Linked DNA regions of Xenopus tropicalis: region 1 is linked to region 2. A link is a contact called in public Hi-C data. All regions are on one chromosome and are shown on one strand. Each heading gives the region's core, a stretch centred on a gene start, on an enhancer-like site or on the middle of the called end of the contact. The rest is flanking DNA. Distances are from core to core; before and after follow the strand shown.

What was found. Hi-C and Micro-C count contacts between places; a contact is called where the count stands out from the background.
Region 1: a contact with region 2 is called in a Hi-C map of gastrula embryo, with 1.8 times the contacts expected there. The contact joins the promoter of fignl2 here to the enhancer-like site in region 2. A contact is called at or near these places in 3 of 5 Hi-C or Micro-C datasets (gastrula embryo, neurula embryo and tailbud embryo).

What each region holds. Positions count from the first base shown.
Region 1 is chr2:142,920,505-142,923,204 of UCB_Xtro_10.0, reverse strand. It overlaps fignl2 (fidgetin), which reads left to right and starts at 1,294. Exons shown (of 3, transcript XM_004911907.3): 1 at 1,294-1,746.
Region 2 is chr2:142,872,374-142,875,073 of UCB_Xtro_10.0, reverse strand. All of the region lies in intron 1 of fignl2 (fidgetin), which reads left to right. Among named protein-coding and RNA genes, the nearest start is that of fignl2, 48 kb to the left of the region's middle. Within about 2 kb of position 1,318, at least 2 of the 11 cell types and tissues checked have an H3K27ac peak or open chromatin away from gene starts, as enhancers often do. A contact at or near this core is called in gastrula embryo and neurula embryo, where this site is marked.

The DNA of each region.
Region 1 (2,700 bases), core at 45-2,544, 48 kb before region 2:
CCCATCTGCTGGAAGCATGGAGCATGCTGGGGTGGGAAGTGGGGGAGTTGCAGTTGCACAACAATAGGAAGGCTGCACCTGCAGGCTGGGAATCTCTCTCTGATGTTTATATTGAAAATATCTAACTGTACCACAAAATTCCATTTACTATGTTTTTTTCTGATACTTTGTCCCCAGTATAAGTGCCCATTTCGCACTGTAATTGGGCTGTAATTGGTGACTGACACCCTTTATAACTATAGAGAGCAGGCAGAGAAAGTTGAATGGAACCATAAACTCATCAGTGAAAATTCTATGCTAAAATTCGTTTCATTTCTGCTGCTCCGGGCAGAGGAGTTCGGTTGGCACAGGGGAGTGTACTTTATACTACACCCATGAGTATGGCACTACTGCCTAGGTGCTGAGCTGCCACCCCAGAGCCACTCTGGCACCCTTCCCTTAGTGTCAGGCACCCATGAGTATGATGGCACTACTGCCTAGGTGCTGGGCTGCCACCCCAGAGCCACACTGGCACCCTCTCCTTGGTGTCAGGCACCCATGAGTATGATGGCACTACTGCCTAGGTGCTGGGCTGCCACCCCAGAGCCACACTGGCACCCTCTCCTTGGTGTCAGGCACCCATGAGGAAGATGGCACTACTGCCTATGTGCTGGGCTGCCACCCCAGAGCCACACTGGCACCCTCTCCTTGGTGTCAGGCACCCATGAGTATGATGGCACTACTGCCTATGTACTGGGCTGCCACCCCACAGCCACTCTGGCACCCTCTCCTTGGTGTCAGGCACCCATGAGTATGATGGCACTACTGCCTATGTACTGGGCTGCCACCCCAGAGCCACACTGGCACCCTCTCCTTGGTGTCAGGCACCCATGAGTATGATGGCACTACTGCCTATGTGCTGAGCTGCCACCCCAGAGCCACTCTGGCACCCTTCCCTTAGTGTCAGGCACCCATGAGTATGATGGCACTACTGCCTAGGTGCTGGGCTGCCACCCCAGAGCCACACTGGCACCCTCTCCTTGGTGTCAGGCACCCATGAGTATGATGGCACTACTGCCTAGGTGCTGGGCTGCCACCCCAGAGCCACACTGGCACCCTCTCCTTGGTGTCAGGCACCCATGAGGAAGATGGCACTACTGCCTATGTGCTGGGCTGCCACCCCAGAGCCACACTGGCACCCTCTCCTTGGTGTCAGGCAGCTAAAAATCTAAAGTGATCAGAAGCAGAGAGAGAGCGCCCAGCAGCACCCTCCCTCCCTCCTTCCTCCCCACCCTCCTCCTCCTCCCCTTCTCTCATTCCACTCTCCCTTCTTTGTAAGCCCTGCCGCTATCCCTCCACCTCTGGCCAAGCGCTATTCATTGCCCTCTCCCTGATAACATCTCCACACTTTTCCTTCCCATGTGCCGCCTGTAGGACACCAGGCAGCAGCAGTCGCACCAACAGCAGCAGCGCCGCACAGTCGCACACACGATCGCACTGTGGGGCTGAAGGAAGGCACGCCAGCCTAGAAGGCTTGATTGGTCACTTTTCCCCCCTGCTGCTGGCTAATATAGTTTTGGAAGGAGTGAAAGGCTGAAGGGATGTGCTAAGGGGGAGGGGAAGCAGGGGATGCCCTAGCGATTGCAGCCCTGGCAGCCTGCTGTCACACACACACATGTGCCCCTGAGTGCCACTCACTCCCATTGCGCTGCCAGTCTGGATTACTCGAACCGCCCGGGCACAGCACTATGTTCCTGCCAACACAAGGTAAGGAGACCGCTTGGCTAAGGAATTTCTGGGGAGGGCGAGTGCTCTGCTGGTCCGGGCTGCACACCGGGGCTTCCCAACTGCGGCTTCATCGCCTCTCTGCCCCTCTGTCGCAAGGGGATATGGCAACGCATTGCAGCATAGGGCCACCATAGGGGTTAATAATGGGGGTGGCAGTGACTGGCATGGTTTATTTGCCCCATTCAATAACAGTCTTTGCTGCTACTGCTTCTCTATGGGCTCAGATCTACATAACTTTTAACTTGCATTTAGCTTGCACAATCCAGGTTACTTACTCTTAGTGCATTACTGGAACTTTATGTTATTGTTTATGGATATAGAAAGGGTGTGATTGCAATGCACTTTATATATTTATCCAGTTATATCCCCCATTGAACTGCAGTTTCTCTTGCAATCACTCTGCACTGATGTGTGTATGTTGTTCCAAAAAACTATTGGGAGCTGTGGACTGTATCAGTGTTGGACACTTGGGTATCCAGCCTAGAATGTGTTTTTCCCCATCATTATTATAAGGTAGGGAGAGCAAGCTGCATTATCAGCAGGGCCAGAACATATTATAGTGTTACAGGGAATGCGGAGATGAAGTTGTGCATTTGCAATACAAAGCTGACTTTGCTGGGGAGGCTCATTGGGAACAATGGGGTGGATTTTGCTATGTTTGCAAGGGGAGAGAGCCATGGTCATTGTAGGACAGCAGAAAACCAAAAGCTTGTGCTTATTGCATGGGATTTCTGTGCAGCTGGATAAACAGTATGAGGCAGCACGCGCTGGGAATGCTGCACAATATCTCCATCTGATTAGTATAACTCCTGGAAAGCCACAAGAGATGATGATGGCCAATTGGCGAGATAAGGCAATGCAGATGTTTCTGTAGGGAGATAACACTTTCAAGGCAAGTATACCCTACAGCACTGACTAATAATGCTGATTGAT
Region 2 (2,700 bases), core at 69-2,568:
ATGCTCTGTATTCTCTATACACTGCCTGAAATGCATCCCTGGTCTTTTCTCCTTTGTGTTATGTTCTGTGTCAGCACTCCGCAGGACTTCAGATAAGCCCCAGGATGTCAAATTTGGCATCTCAGCAGGCACATTGTAATGGGTTAGATGCACAACTAAATGCTTCTTCTTACAGTGTGGTGTGTGAACCCAAACAGGCTGAAAATAATAGTATGCCAGGTGTTATTGGTGATATATATTCCTGTGGAATGAAACTGGTATACAGCAAGACATTGGTTTTAGTGTATGAGTTGGACATGGGATCCCCTTTGAACATTGTCCTAGTTCAGCAACATCTGGATAGGCCACCAATTGCCCATTTTTGGTTTTTGAAATAGGGGTAAGGTTGCCATAGCAGGGAACTAGTATATTTAGGGATCAACTGCCATAAAGTTGTTTAAAAACTTGTTTGGTTCAAGCTTCTACTTTTTCAAGGTCCAATATTTGTCCAGTACTTTAGCTGATAACACACTTATACTAAAACATTTTGTGGTTCGCCATTAAAATATATGTAGGTGTATATTGGGCAGCAAATAAGTGTTCACCCCAAAACTCATCCACCATTAAATTGGGCTTTTGGGTGTATCTAGGAGAGTAAAGAGACACTGCCCCAAACAGTTTGGAAACTGCCGTTCTGTTATTCTGTAGCTCTGTGTTGACTGTAATTGTTATTATTTAATTTCATTGAAGAATTTATTCAACAACAAATTCTTAAAACACAGTTAAAAACTAAGTGTAATAAATGAAAAAAAAAAGTCCAAATGTTTAGGGTAGAAAAAAAGCTATACGCTCGTCTTGGTCCCATTATTAAATCCTTAGGATTTTATAGGGAGGTTCTGTTTTGTCCCAGTTCCCAGATAGCTCCCCACTTGTATGAGAAACTTGGTACAACAGCATGAAAGGCCAATTCTAAAAGATCTAACCGTTTCTTAAAGCACTGAGTGTTTTAAAGGAGGGGGGGGGGGAATCAATTGAAAAATCTGCCCTCATTTTCATGAAAATAGAGCTATTCGGAAGAAACAGTTTGCCATCACTAATAAGCGTTTACCTATCTGCGGCACGCTTAATAATGGCACATCAGTGTTTGGCTTGCTGGATAAAGCCCCGCAGAGCTGCTCCTTGGAATCCTCTTGTGTAATTTTAGTAGCCAAAATGAAAGCCGTGATCCTGTATAAGTCAATTAATGCATTAGGTAATCTAATTGTGCTCTAGCCACAAAGTGGCTTAAAAGCAGCTCTGTCAGTGAATAGTACTCTGGTACCTCCCAACCCCCCAAGCTTTACTATCCCCATGGTCTATATGAAAGAAGGGAAAGGAGAACATACGCTGAAGGGCAACAATAGGTCCACAGGGACGTGCAGATGCAGATGTTGGGAAAGCCAGAACTTATCCACAGCCCCTAGCCAGAGGGCTAGAAATACTTTGTGAGCAGGAACAGATCAGTATGCATGTAATATAAGCAACAAAGTGGCAAAAGTGAGAGGGGGATGGAGGCTCCAGCTACCACCAAAATTTGGAATTTGTTTTGCCCTCAGCAAGTTTCTCAATCTTGTCTCTGTTCATTAGTTAGAAGGGAAACTGATCGGCAGAGAAACGGTGCAATTAAAGTTACTTATCCTGCAGACATTGATGTGTGATTAACATTCCTACATGCTGATTTGATTATTTGCTTTGTTCTATGTGTATTCTGTGGAAGGAGCCACAAACCAAGTGAAGGTCTTTCAATTGACAAAAATGATTTCTAATTAAATCCCAGTAGAACAAAGGCATTTTTTTTTTTGGCTGGTGGAACGTTAGTTTAAGGCTTATAACGAGACTCTTGAGGCGCTGGCAGAAATATAAATGAAATCTTTTAAAAGGATAAATACAGTTACAGTAAATCTTATAAGCGCCACAGGCTGGATTTCTAATTCTCCTATGATTTCAAATTCTCATATCATTTCAAATTCTCATATCATTTCAAATTCTCATACATTTTCTAATTCTTATATATTTTCTAATGCTCATATCATTCCTAATTCTTCAATCATTTCTAATTCTCGTATAATCTGGGAATTTTAAATTCTGCGAGTTTATCATGCTGTTAATCAGAACACTGGCTTTCCTTTATAAACGTTGACTGTTCCACAGAACCTAAATAAACAGATTTCTGTAGTTTCAAAGTACTAATCACAGAATAAAGTCACTATTGACTAACATTGGGTTTGGGCTTCCTATTTTCTGCAGTTTTACTCCATGGACATTAATTTTAGTTACAGCTAACAGTACTGTGTATCTGTGTGTCAGTTGCATAGAAATACACATCTGTGTATATAGAGCTATATAAAGCTATGTAGAGATATACATAGATGTGTCATAGCTTAATATTGAGGCAGCAATAACATTATCATATAAAGATACACTTTGATTCACTTCTATTAAGATCAGCAAAGAAAATTCCATTGTCATGCAGTGAAGTGCGCATTTGATTGGACACAGTTAGTAAGCTTTGTACTCTCCTTCACATGGAAATAATTCTTGCCTGCTTCGCTCTTTCCTGGACCAATATACAGAGGTGAACTTCGCCTTTAATATATATTTTTTTATTTAAGATGCAGTTTATGCTGTTTACAGTAATAGTTTAGGGAAGCATCAGATTTAATAATTAGAACTCCAAAGTTC